2 separate regions of the Mus musculus genome follow, and region 2 is linked to region 1. Evidence: chromatin contacts called from public HiChIP or PLAC-seq data. All regions are on one chromosome and are shown on one strand. Each heading gives the region's core, a stretch centred on a gene start, on an enhancer-like site or on the middle of the called end of the contact. The rest is flanking DNA. Distances are from core to core; before and after follow the strand shown. Region 1 overlaps Slc7a8 (solute carrier family 7 (cationic amino acid transporter, y+ system), member 8). Region 2 holds the start of Ngdn (neuroguidin, EIF4E binding protein).

Region 1 (7,104 bases), core at 2,990-5,489:
AAGTCCATTCTGTACCCTGATCGGGAACAAGCCTCCTGAGTCAGTGCCCACACTTCCCTGCCTGGCCCTGGCCTCTAGCCCTGGACAGGGAATGAGTGCTCTGAGCAAGCTCTAATTTGGGGCATGTAATCCCCATTGTAACCTATTAACCGAGCCAAAGTTTCTGGTCACTGGGGCTGCAAGTGTGAGGCTCGGAAGCCGGAACAGCGTCCTTCTGAGCAGCAGGTGTCCTGCAGCGGCTGAGACCCTCCCTGGTGCTGTCATTTCAGTGCTCCTCACATGGGTCAACTGCTCCAGTGTCCGATGGGCCACCCGGGTTCAAGATATCTTCACAGCTGGGAAGCTCCTGGCCCTGGCTCTGATCATCATCATGGGTATTGTGCAGATATGCAAAGGTAACTGTGGAGGGGACCAGGGGGCTCCGCATGACTTTCCACCCCTTGCATGGACTCATCCTAAGGTTCCCGAGTCGTGACCTTGACTGGCTTCTGTTTTTCACATGTGTGACAAAGGGGATGAGACAGTGTTTTACTCGGGATTAGGGATGCCCACTTCCACTCCCATCCACCACTTTGCAAAGACCTCTCTACACTTGCTTCAGGACTAACACAGCTAAGCGAGGACCCCAGATCTCTGTACTCAGTTCTTATTTTGACACAACCCTAGGGAAAACATTTCTTGCATTTTCTACTTGCACTTGGTTAATATCATAAAATGAAGAACAGAAGAAGAGAATTTCATGTATTTCAATATTGCTCATAGTCTCGGGGGGAAAAGCGTGCTACATTCTTGAGGCCTCTGCCAACATTCCCCATCGGATTTGATCTGGATTTGGTTTCCATGGGACCCGCAGCACTGCTGGGCTCTGCACAGCGTCACTGCCTCTTGGAGAAAATGAGATGACAAACAGGAATACCTCCTGCCTGCCCACAAGCTCTGTGCTAGATACTCCCTCCCCTTGATCATTTTAGTCAGCAGAATTAAACCCTGGGGAGTAGGGGGGATGGATGGACGGACATATTGTTTCCAGGAATTTAGGCTTAGGAAACATTGTGCTATCTTCTCAAAGATAATGAATCCTTCCTCACCTCAGCTCTCAGTTCTCTCTCCTGATCACACAAACCTCCTTATTTCCTGTCCTAATTACCATTGTCTAAATAGCAGAGCTAATTACTCTGTCTTGTCCTGGCCTTATTTACTCAGCAGCTGAGGGTATATGTGGTGCGGGTGTATATACTCAAACCTGGGCTTTGCACAGGCCCTCTAATACAAAGCTACATCTTCATCCCAGAAACAAAACAAAACAAAACAAAAACAAAAAGACGTTTATTCTATTGCGTATGTATCATATATATTTTATATTTTATATGTATAAGTGCTTTGCCTGCACATACATGTGAGCCATGTGCATGCCTAGTGCCCATAAAGCCAGTAGAGAACACTGGATCACCTGGTTGTGAGCCACCCACCATATGGGTGCTGAGAATAGAGACCCTGGATGCTCTGCAGGTACCGCAAGTGCTCTGAACTCCAGCATCTCTCCAGCCCAACCCCCAGCATCTTTTTTTACCAAAGGATCCAGAAGAAAACCAAATATCCCTTAGGAAGTGATGGGCTATGGGCAAAGTAAACAAAATAGACTTGAACTGACAGAATGCTCTAGGTCTGTGAGAACTTGAATGTTGGTTGCTCTTGATGCTTTCTTCACAAAACACAAATAATATATCAAGAAAAGTAGTCCAGAGACTGCCATTGACACTAGCTTTGCCATTTACATGAACTTTCCTTCTAAACAATGTTGTTGCCCTTTTGAAAAGGATGTTCTGAGCTGTGCTTTGAGCCTGAGCCCCTGTTTAGCCTCCTGGTTCTGAGGTTCCAGGTTCCGGGAGGTCCTGGTCCTGGATTTCATCTTACTGGCCTTCTCTCACACAGAAGGTTCACAGACAAGGAGCTAGCATATCACCGCAGAGGATGTCCAGACAATGCATGGGGTGGCCATTGGGCTACTGGGCCTGGGCTCGTCTCTCTGAGAAGCCTCCTACCTGTTGTGTCCACAGGAGAATTCTTCTGGCTGGAGCCAAAGAATGCATTTGAGAATTTCCAAGAACCTGACATCGGCCTCGTTGCTCTGGCATTCCTCCAGGGCTCCTTTGCCTATGGTGGCTGGAACTTCCTTAATTATGTGACTGAGGAACTTGTGGATCCTTACAAGTGAGTCAAACGAGGTTAGCTCTTCTGTTCACCCTTAGGCCGCACAGGACCCACCTCCGGAAAAAGGAAACACAGACTCACTTCTTGCCCTTCTCCAGGGACATGTCCTGGTCTACCGTGAAGCCACAGTTGATGTCCCAGGAATTTGAACCATTTGCCATCCACCCTGTTAAGAGAAGGGGAAGGATCCTCTGACTGTCCCAGGGCAAGTGAACAATCAAGAGCTGTTCACAGAGCTGCGACAGAGAAGGAACTATCCTGGGTTGTCTCGGCATTTTATCTGTTTGGAGCCAGGCCCAGCTTTATATCTTAAGACAGTAGAAAGGGTGCAGGGTCCAAATCTGAGTCAGGAGGTGATAATCAGGTGAAACATATTTCTAGACCTAAACTGTTCCATTTCCTCTAAAGAATCCTGCCCCACCTGAGTCAGAACCTACCTCCCAAATAGAGGAACAGCCAAGAGACAGCAGGTCGAGGCTCCTGGAGTTTCCCAGCAGAACATGTCCCCTGGTAAAGGCTTCCCTCTGACCTCCTCTCCCTCTACAGGAACCTTCCTAGAGCCATCTTCATCTCCATCCCACTGGTCACATTTGTGTACGTCTTTGCTAATATTGCATACGTCACTGCAATGTCCCCCCAGGAGCTGCTAGCCTCCAATGCAGTTGCTGTGGTAAGAAATTGCTCAGGGGCCCCAACCAAGAAATGCCAGTGTGGATCTGCCTGTTTAGCCCCATGGAATGGGAAGTCATCCCACCTCCTCAGGCTGAAATCTGCATGCGTCCTCCCTCCACAGGGTATCTTCCAAGTGCCCAGGAGCAAACTAGTGGTGGGGTTAGTTCCAAAATAGCAACCATGGTTGCCTGAGAAGATGCACAGAGTCTATTTAGCCTTTGGTATTGAAATATCTAATGTTTTATGGAACAAGTCCACCGTCTCGTATAAGCTTGCAGATTATGGAAGACAGACTGGTCCACAGGGAAGCATGCACTGTACAAGGCACACGGATTCTCTCTGTTTTTTTCTTTCTCTGGGAACCATGCAAACTCAGGCAAACTGGTTGCTCTCATTGGGGCAAGCTGGGTATTGAAGGGCTAAGGGCATGATTCTGTAGTAAAGTGCAAAGCCCTGTGTTCCATCCACACGCACATATGCACCCGTAGACACCACACACACATGCACATGCACACACATAGACACACCCACACAGGCATACAAATACACATAGATACACACACACACATATATATATATACATGCGCACGTGCGCGCCAGTAAATAGTTCAGAAATCAGAGTGATTTATGCCCTTTGGTCAAAGAGATCACAGAACACCTGCTATCTGAGGGAGGCCCAGGAGTCATGCTGAGCCTTCATTTCGCTTCAGACCCAACACTGTCATGACATGTCTCATCTTTGAAAATAAATATACCCTGCCATGTCCGTGGCCAACTCCTCCTAAAGCCAGCAGCCTCCAGGCCCAACAGGACATCTATTCTAGACACCACCTCCCCAGGCTCGTGCTATAAGCATGACTCAGAGACTCTAGAAAGGACTTATCCCTAAACTATATATACACACTAAAGTGTGTGTGAAGTCTCATCCATAAATTCACAACTGCTTCTTTCTCAGCTAAAGAAATAGCCAGTTGTGCCGGGCTGTGGTATCACATGCCTTTCATCCCAGCACTCAGAAGACAGAGGCAGGCAGATGCAGATCTCTGAGTTTGAGGTCTACAGAGTGAGTTCCAGGACAGCCAGGGCTTCACAGAGAAACCCTGTCTCAAAAGAAAAGGAAAAAACAGCTGGTCCTTATTTTCCTACCATCATAGTCTGCTTCTGTGAATTTAGGAAGTCTGACTAAGGGTCCATTTCTATTTTATACATGGGAAACTAAAGCCCACACATAGCAAACCCAGAACTGAGACAATAGCTCAGTGGCAGAGCACGTGCTTCACACAAGCAGGGCCCTGGGCTTGACCCCAGCACTGAAAAAAATAAAGAAGTAAGCGTGTTTAAGGAGGGGGTAGGAACTGAATCAGACTGCAAGTCTGTGAATCTCCCTGTGCAGCAACATCTGTAGTGTGCACAGGGTTGACTTACAGCTCCTCGCCTCTGCTCCTGACCCCTTCATTCCCCCAGTGTCCAATCTGAGGTCAGCCATAGGTCACTAAGCGCCTCGGTTTCCTCATTCATAAGCAAGGATAAGTGTTAGCTCATCACTGTTGTCACCACCATACATTGCCCCCTCAGCTAGCTAAGCCACAGCGTGTGTTTTTGATGTGTAGCTGTCTCTGTGGCATGGCAGTCTGGGCCGGGGCTCTCAAGATTAGCCAGAGAGAGTCGGCAGGGTAGGTGGGAGACAGGCACCGTGAAAGCGAAGAATAGACTGGAATGGGGGTTTCACCTCTTTGTCTCCACTCATTTCTTGTTTCCCCCCCCCCAGACTTTTGGAGAGAAACTCCTCGGGGTCATGGCCTGGATCATGCCCATTTCTGTTGCCCTGTCCACGTTTGGTGGAGTCAATGGCTCCCTCTTCACCTCCTCCCGGTGAGTGATGGACGGAGGCCCTTCTGGGCCACTTTTCTGTCCACGTTGCTGTGTGTATTTGATGAACTTGTCTGTCTCCACTCCTGAGTGGTGGCTTTGTGGGAGCACGCATGTCAGTGTGGGTGCTAAGGGGGTCTTGCTGCTTTGAGGGTGACCTATGATAGGGGGCGTGCAAGGAAGCTCACCTTGCTTTGGAAGAAACAGAGCTGTGGTAGGCAGCAGGATAGTATCTTGGCTACATTCCTAGAGTCCCCTCTCCCCTTTGTGTGGATGTGGGCTACTATCAGCCAGAAAGAAACCCTACTTTGAAAGAAACCAAGAATTCTTGTGCCTGAAACCTCTAGGTCTGGCCTCTCATGAATGTCTGGAGCCAGACTCTACCTGGGAGAGATCCCTCAGAGTGTCCTGAGAAGGCAGGGCTACTCCTTACTCGAGAGGCAGGTACTGTGGGAGGCCACAGGCTCAAGTAGGGAGGAATACAATGGAAACTTTTGTCAGTGTGAAAGCCAGTAGCCACAACCCCAACTCAGAATTCCTTGGGAAGCCAGAAACATGAGTGGGCCCTGGAGCCTTGCCCCATTTACCCAGGGGTCAGACCCCTCCTTTATGTCCCTTCCTGCCATCTCTGGGTGTATGTGTATGAAAGGGTTACCATTTGTGTGGCCCACAGGGTTTCTGTGCCCTAGAAGCCTGGTCCTATTTAAAAGATGAGTCTTGGCTCAGTTGTCTCCCACGCCACCGGATACATCCCAGAGAAATTCTGGTGAGATGACAGAGACTGCCATGTTCCCAGGATCCAGAGCAGTCAAGAAGGAGTGTGGGTGTCACCTGTGATGGCGGGGAACCCACACTCACCCGTAGCAACCTCGTGTGCGTGTTACACAGGAGCTGTGGCCACGTGGAGGCCCTGGCAGAGGGCGAGCAGTGGAAGAGCCCTGACCCATGAGACTCCCTGAGATCTGTTGGAGGAGAATGGCTGGCCACAGTCGCTTTAGTTTGGGGTTTGTCCCTCAGGCAGGCCACACAGTGGTCTGCATGCATGCAGCGTTAGTCATGTGCATGCAGGAGACGCCAGAGATGTGGCCTCCTCACCCAAGCCACCTCAGCTCACCGACTACTCTCTTCCGTCCTTCCTTTCTTTCATTCTTTTTTTGTCCCCAAGTTTGAGTCGGATGGTTCTTGCTGAGCAAGCTGAGAGTGTATGCATGTGTGCGCACACCTGCGGGTGTGGATGTGTGTGTGTGTGTGTGTGTGTGTGTGTGTGTGTGTGTGTGTGTGTGTGTGTTACATCATATTCTCCATTGTTCCCTAGTTGGGATTGTTTCTTGTGACGTGGGGCTGTTAGACCTGGACAGTTAGTTATACTTGGTGCTGGCTGTACATAGAGAATATGCATGAGAGCCTGACAATGTGCATATGCATGAGAGCCTGACTATGTGCATGGTGAAGCCCACAGAGCCCCCCAGGTTCTATTGCATGAGGCTGTGCTGGCTGGAAAGGACCTTAGCATGAAGAAGAGATGGGCTGCATGTATCTGCACAAAATTAGGGAAGCCGGCCCAAGTAGCTATGATGACACTGCTTATGGGTACTCGGAGTCACAGCCACCTCCTGTACTTCTAGCTGCTGCTGCCACCACATTCCCCCCTACAGACAAAGCATGGAGTGGCAGTTCTCTTAGGCCGGGTGTGGGAGCATACACCTCCCATCTCAGCCCTCAGAAGGCTAGACCAGGAAGGCCAAGACTTCCAGGCCAGCCTGGGCTACAGATAGCAAAAGCCTGTGCACTGTCACACTGTCACCTTCCTCTCATCCATTAGGTGGCTCAGCAGGTAAAGGTGATCTGAGCTTGACCCCAGGAACCCAACTCACATGGTGGCAGAAGGAAACTGGCTCACACAAATTGTCTTTTGACCTTCATGAGTGTGCCACAGATAGCACACACACAAACAAATACGCAAATGAACTTAAGCTTTTTAAAGAAAACAGATTATTAACACTAACATGTAATAACTGCTGGCAGTTACACAATTGTTTTTGTTGGTGGTGGATTTTGGGGAGTTTGTGTTGTTTTGTTTTGTTTGAAAGAGACATAAAGAGAAAAGAGGGAAGGGGTTGCTTTCAGTGTTGCTCTTTCTGTGAGTCTGGGTCTCTCCTTGTCTTCTCCACTATCTCCTTCTCTTCCAAGGGTGTATACTACCCCCATTTCTTAAACTTTTAAAAATCGCTTTTTAATGTGTGTGAATTTGCCTGCATGTATGTCTATGAACCATGTGTGTGCTTGGCACCCACAGAGTGGGAAGAGGGTGTCAGGTCCCCCTCAAACTCGAATTGCAGATGGTTATGAGCC
Region 2 (7,104 bases), core at 2,210-4,709, 280 kb before region 1:
AGTGTACTCACATACATAAATAAATACATCTTTAAAAAAAGATTATTTAAAATGTTTGTTATTCTAAAAATATAAAAATCTGCTTTGCTCCCATGCTTTAAAAAAAAAAATCACTCATCCTTACTGACACACTACATGATTTTTATATTTTCATTTACCCATGAAATATTCTGTTTAAATATTCTCTTGGGCTGGGTATTGTGGCACATGCTCAAGGCCAGCCTGGTCTACACAGTGAATTCCAGGACAGCCAGAGCTACATGGTGAGACCCTGTTTCAAAACAAACAATAAACAAGACAGTTTGTGCCTGTAATCTTAGAAATGAAGAGGTGAAGGCAGGAGGATCATTGTAAGTTCAAGGCCAGTCAGGGTGACATAGAGAGACTGTTTCAAAGGCCCAGCAGAGCTTTCCAGTTCACGCCAGTAAAGCAGGCAAGGGTTGGCATCTACTGACACTAATAATCCCCAAAGAAGTTCTATAAATTTTTGATTTTTTTCTTTAAATTTTAATTTGAAAGCTAGCCTATTTCACTGCACATCAGAGAATCTAAAATCCAGCACTTGAAAGGTGGAGAAGTAAGGTCACAAGTTCAAAGCTAATCCATGTTTCATAGCAGGCTCATGTCTAAACAAACAAACAAGCAAACCAGAACGAGGAGGGAAAAAAGGTCCAAGGAAGAGCGGAAGCTCCCACATCTCATTTTCAGATACATCATCTTCACAGTGTGGTGTCTCAAATTCGGATGCATCTTTCAGTCAATGGGTTCTCATCACAGATTAGTGGCATTTTTATCCGCAAGTGATGCATTCCAAAAGTGCCAATGAATGTTTGCAATGGCAGAGCACTGAATCCTATATACACTGTTCTTCCCAATCATTTATGCAAATAATAAACCTTCATTTACAACCAAGTGTAAGAGATTGACAACAACTAGCAATATCAAATACCTCAATTATATTCTAAAATAAATTATTTTAAACTTAGGAGGTGTAACTGAAACTTTACATTCAGTATTTTCAGACTGATGTTAATCTCAGGTAACTGAAGTGACAGGAAACGAAGCTGGGGACTTCTGTATATAAAGTCGTCACCACGGTCCAAACTGACATCATCTAAGACTGTAAGAAACAAAAGAGCAACTCCTCGGCTGTCCTACATGGCTGCTCAAAGTGACGACTCCATTCTTACGTCTTACCCACACACCACACCACACACACACACACACACACACACACACACACACACACACACACCACAACATCCACAAAACCACCTACTCCCCCACAGCATTCAATGGTGAGTATCTCAGGCACATAGCTACTCTCAAACCCCACTGCTTTCTCTGAGGTACCTTTTTTTTGACTCTGCTTGGCTGGCATATCACTCCTCCTGACTTCTGTAAAATGACTGCCACTACTCCTATCTAGTCTTCTGGTCTGCAATTCTTGCCAGACTCCTGTACAGAACCCACACATTACCCCTTTTAGATGAAGCTCTAACTCTTAGGACATACACCACATAACAAACCTACAGTAAAAACCAAACCAAACCAGCAAGCACATCATATGAGGAGGTCCTCCCTCTTCAAGTACCCCCCCCTTAAGATTTACAGTTATTTATGTGTATGTACATTCACACGGCACATGTGTATGGGATGCCCGAGCTAGAATTGTGGGTCATGTAGACACGAGTGCTGGGATCCAAGTGGTTACGTCACCTGGACGGGTGACGTAACCACGGAGCTGGCCCTCCAGCCTGTGCAGGAGCCCTTACCTTCTCTGTAGAATACGTTCCAGCTCGAACTTTTGTCGTCAGTGCTTGGATTTGTGCAGTGACAGCCATCACCTGAAATTAGCCAAGTTAAACCCGAATAGCTCACCCGACCACAAGTAATGTCTATGAACAGTGAAGGATAAATACTAGATAATGCCGCCTAAAAAATGATCTGAAACGCTGTTGCTGAACACCACTGAACTGAGCGTTTCCAACAGTTCTCCAAGAGGCAGAGAAAACATCGTCATGGTGCTGTCTAAAGATGAGGGAGGGGGTCATTAAGAAACCAAGTGAAGGGGGTGAGGAGCCCGACAGTGGCGATGAGGGCTGTGACTTTTGTTGTTTGTGGGGTTGTTTTTGTTTTTTGAGATAGGGTTTGTCTATGAAGCCCAGGTTGTTCTGGAACTCACTATACACTCCAAGCTGACCTTGAACTCACAGAGATCCACCTGCCTCTGCCTCCTAAGTGCTGGGTTTAAAGGTGTGCACCATAAACAGGCCAAGGAGTGTAATTTTATCTGTACCACTAGAACTTACTATGTAAATGCATATTAAGTGGCACTTATAGCCACTATTTTGACAGATTGTCAACATCTGTTTTCTTAGTTATTATTTAAATAAAGGAGTTTGGGTATAACTTAAAAAAAGTTTTCTGGGGGGTGGCTGCAATCGGAATGTAAAGTGACTAAATAAAATAAATAAATAAGTAAGTGAATGGGGGAAAAACAGCTTTCTGTATTTCTTTGGGAGCTGAATGAATTATTTTGAACTTTCATGAAGCGCATATAAGGCTTTTATTTTACACCTAAGATAATTTTGTAGTATTCGAATCATCAAAGTGTGTGGATGAGACTTATGAAGTCAAAGTTAATCCCTGACTGATTTATTCTAAAAGACATACATACTCACCTGCTCCTGGAGGTTTTTCAAAAGTGTTATCGAACTTGACACGTCTGACTCCAGCACCTCCTACAGATAGGAGGGGACAGTTAAAGGTGATCAATTTCTTACTTTAGGCGATGATGATTGCAGAACGTACTGCCTATCAAACTCCCTCCTTTCCTTCAAAACAGTCGCGACTTTTGGGTCGTTTTCCCCCCGCACAGGGGCAGGCAGCCTCGGCACACAGCCAGTCTCCTCCCACCACACCCCCCCCAATTTACTGGAAAAGACCGGAGATTTCATCGCCAAACTTTACGGCTGCCTTTGCCCCAGCCACATTGTACATGTGACGCTAGCTCTGCTCGGAACATTGTCCCACCTTAAGGCCGGGTCACCGCCCGCCATGGTCACGAGACTCTCCCTACAAAGCTCATTCTGAAGAGTAATTTGGGGTTAGCCTCCTGTCCGGAACCAGCCAACCTGCAGCGTCTGACCCTCCCTCTCATCTGACATACGATACCGCTGTGTCAGAGTGAGCGCATCCCTGAGACAACTCTCATCACTCTCATCATCCATGGTGCCAACGGTTTGCCTCGATCCGTGGAGGCGAAAGGAAACTTTCACAGATTCCTTCCTTTCCGGGAAGAAGCAAGGAGACAGAACTCACCGGAGCCGCCATCTTCGCAAAGCCCACCCTTTCCGGGCCCGAACTTCCTAGGAGCTAGCGTGAGTTCATAGTTTTGATAGACAATCACAGTTTGCAAATTTCAGCCAATGGAAGTAAGAGATCTTTCATTTCCGCTAATCGGAGAGGCGGGACCTCACCTAGCCAATGAAATAAAGAAACTCCCTGAATGTGTCAAACGCAGAGGCGTTCTTAAGGCGTAAAGGTGGGCGGGGACAGAAGCATGTGATTCGTGATTTACAGAGAATGATGGATGCTAATTCCAATAAATATTGTGCAGATTATTGATTGACAGCTAGTGCAACCAGTAGAAAAAAGAAATTAGTTATGCAGCCCGAGAGCTCATTGGCTCCCAGATGCCGCAGAGACAGTCTTTCCACGGCGTTTTCCGTGTAGTGCCAAAACAGACCGCAGGGTGGCGGCTTCCGTCCGTTCTCTGATGCGGCAGGGTTGCTGGGCCGCCATTGGCCCCAGGACTTCCAAGTGCGCCTTTCCTGGTTCTGTGACTGTCCTTGAACAACAGTGGAGCCCTTTTCATCCGTAATTTGGATGGTTGGGATGGAGGAGCGGGAACCCAAGGTTCAGAAACCGTCGGCCGCATCACCGGCCAACCCTCCCCGTGCACGCCTAGGACTCTGCGCAAAGGCCGCATTGCGCCCTGCATTCCTCTCGAGGGAAAAATCGACAGGCGAGGAACCGGCTCAACCTGCGTGCCTTTCTCACTGCTCCACTCGTCCACCGCAGAACGTGGTTAAAACCCTGGCTGTGCATATTTCCTTTGTCCCCGTCATCTTTTCTCAGTATCTTCCAACACGCCCACTCCCTCGCCTCTCACGGGCTGGAGGATTAGGTGGGAGTTATAACTCCCACTCTCCGTCTGCATTACACAATACAGCGCTAGAAAGGTCCTCCTGGCTCGGAGTTTCCTCGCGCAACAGAAGAGCAGACCTGAGCCGGGAAATCCAAAGTGTAGCTTTGGCCTTTAATCCCAGATCTCTTTAGTCAAGAGACAAGCAGAGCTCCATGAGTTTCAAGCCAGTCTGGTCTACATTGTGAGATCCCATCTCAATAAACAAAATGAAAACGGGGCTGGAGCGATGGCTCAGTCAGTGGCCAAGAGCACATATTATTCTTGCAGATGACCAACGTTCCATTCCCAGCACCCAGACAAGACAGCTCACAACTACCTTTAACTCCAGCCCCAGGGGAATTTTAGTTCCTTCTGACTTCCCTATATACAGACATAGGCATACATAAAAGTGATTGTTTTTTTGTTTTTTGTTTTTTGTTTTTTTTTTTTAAGCAAAAAAGAGTAATCCTTTTTCTATCTTGAATTCTGGGTGAAACATTCTAGTTTCTACCTATTTGGGAACTACATAAAATGGGACAGAGGGTTTGCCTGTGATATTTATTTGCTGTTTAAGGTTCATTGGGAGGCGCAGAGCACTGTAAGAACCTACAAGAGTTTTGGTATTTTTCTGTCTTTTAAAAAAAAAAGTTTATTTATTATATGTGTGCGGCACGCTTGTGAAGATCAAATGGGAGTTGGATCTCCTTCCACTATGTGAGTCCTGGAAATAGAACTCAGTTGGTCAGCCTAGTGGGCAAGCGCCTTGACCTGGAGCCATCTTGTCAGCACTTTTCATGTATTTATTAGGATTTTCTTGTGAAACTTCTGTTTTAACACTATTTTTTGGAACTTGAAGTTTGTCATATGTGTTATAGACAAACGATTACAATATCTGAGAAAATAAATAATACTTCCTTTTAAAGAAAAGATTTATTTATTTTATGTATTGAGTACGCTGTCACTGCCTTCAGACACACCAGAAGAGGGCATCAGGTCCCATTACAGATGGTTGTGAGCCACCACGTGGTTGCTGGGAATTGAACTCAGGGCATCTGGAAGAGCAGTCAGTGCTCTTAACTGCTGGTACTGCCTTATTTTTTTTTTATCATTAAAATACCAATAACCTTGGCGAGATGGCTCAGCTGTTAAGAGCACTGGTTGCTCTTCCAGAGGTCCTCAGTTCAGTTCCCAGCACCCATGGCAGCTCACAACTGTCTGTAACTCCAGTTCCAGGGGATCTGACACCCTCATACAAATCCATAGTAGATAAAGTTAAAAAAAAATGAAGAAGGGGAAAAAATTAAAAATACCAATCACCTTGTATGTTACAAGAAATATGAGAGCTAACAATGCAATAAATCTTTCTAAAGTTATTTCAGATTCAGCCAGCAATCAAGAACACAAGAGCATTAAATTTGTCTGTTTTGTCTTTTGTTGTTTTCAACAGCTCCAGATGCTGCTGAGCACTCAGCACATTTACAAGTATACACTGAGCAAAGATAAAACTTTTTTAGGAATACAAATTTAATTGCAGTTTTAATTATTAACATTTAGCATTTTTGAAAGTTTCATGAGTACATATTTACATGATTTCACCCCCTATTCTCCCTCCTCCAACTGCTCCTGTGGCCTCTCTCTATCTCAACATCATGATTTCTTCTTGTTTCACACACACACACACACACACACACACACACACACACACACACACACATGCAGGCAGGTAGATAAGTAGATTTGTCTAAATAAATGCAATGTGCTGAGTCTATTCAGTGTTGCTTATGTGTTTAGGGATATATATTGTGCTGGTTCGTTTTTTTGTCGATGTGACACATAGGGTTACCTGGAAAGAGGGAACCTCAATTGAGAAAATGCCTTCATAAGATCGGCCTGTACACAAGTCTGAATAATGATAGATGTGGCATTTACCAAGTGGTCCTGGCTTATATAAGAAAATGAGATGAACAAGCCATGGATGGAGCCGGTCAGCATCAGTCCTCCATATTTTCTGTTCTAGTTCCTGCTGTCAGGTTCCTGTCCTAATTTCCCTCAGTGATGCAGTGTGATCTTAGAGTGGTAAGATGAAATAAACTATTTCTTCCCCGAGTTGCTGTTGGTCAGGCTGTGCATCACAGCAACAGGAAGCAAACTAGAGCTTATGTGTTTAGGGATGGGCACTCGGGTTGCATAACCAATCGGGGCACATCCCTGGAAAAATTGGATTCTCCCTTTCTTAGCAGCAAATGGCAATAGTGTTGTCATTGTGCTGGCCTTGTTTAGACAACCGTATTGTTAAGATTTCATGGGTGCAGTGACCTGTCGTGGAGAAGGCACTATCCTCTAGCAAATGTCCCAGTCCTCTGGCCCTTACAATTTTTCTACCCTGTGCAGGCTAGTATTATGTCAACTTAGCACAGGCTACAGTCATCTGAAAGAAGGGAACTTCAGTTGAGAAAATGCCTCCATAAGATCCAGCTGCAGGGCATTCTCTTAATTAGTGATTGATGTGGGAGAGCCCCATCCATCGTGGGTGGTGCCATCCTTGGGCTGGTGGTCCTGGGTTCTGTAAGAAAACAGGTTGAGTATGCTATGAGGAGCAAGCCAGTAAGCAGCATCCTCCATGATCTCTGTATGAATTCCTGCCTCCAGGTTCCTGCCCTGTGTGAGTTCCTGTCCTGACTTCTCCAGCAATGGATTGTGATGTGAAAGTGTAAGCCAAGAATAAATAAATAAATAAATAAATAAATAAATAAATAAATAAACGTTTTCTCCCCAACTTGCTTTGGCTATGGTGTTTCATCATAACAACAGTAATCCAAACGAAGACACACATCCTCTTCCCTCTGCTCCCTGAGCCTTGGGCGTAGCAGTTGAGTTGTAGATGTATCAGTTAGGATGGGGACCCCACAGTT

What was found. HiChIP or PLAC-seq counts read pairs in DNA pulled down with a chosen protein or histone mark.
Region 2: a contact with region 1 is called in an H3K27ac HiChIP or PLAC-seq map of microglia, with 4 times the contacts expected there. The contact joins the promoter of Ngdn here to the enhancer-like site in region 1. A contact is called at or near these places in 3 of 39 promoter capture datasets (3T3-L1-derived adipocytes, frontonasal cranial neural crest and second pharyngeal arch cranial neural crest), 1 of 484 Hi-C or Micro-C datasets (bone marrow-derived macrophages) and 4 of 115 datasets of contacts at active chromatin or transcription factors (craniofacial prominence, embryonic midbrain, embryonic stem cells and 1 more).

Annotation. Positions count from the first base shown.
Region 1 is chr14:54,730,831-54,737,934 of GRCm38.p6, reverse strand. Slc7a8 (solute carrier family 7 (cationic amino acid transporter, y+ system), member 8) reads left to right here. Exons shown (of 11, transcript NM_016972.2): 4 at 270-395; 5 at 2,058-2,211; 6 at 2,758-2,881; 7 at 4,652-4,755. Among named protein-coding and RNA genes, the nearest start is that of Cebpe, 22 kb to the right of the region's middle. Within about 2 kb of position 4,239, at least 7 of the 459 cell types and tissues checked have an H3K27ac peak or open chromatin away from gene starts, as enhancers often do. A contact at or near this core is called in microglia, where this site is marked.
Region 2 is chr14:55,011,809-55,018,912 of GRCm38.p6, reverse strand. Ngdn (neuroguidin, EIF4E binding protein) reads right to left here and starts at 3,459. Exons shown (of 11, transcript NM_026890.2): 1 at 3,325-3,459; 2 at 2,685-2,744; 3 at 1,776-1,847. The coding sequence starts at 3,336.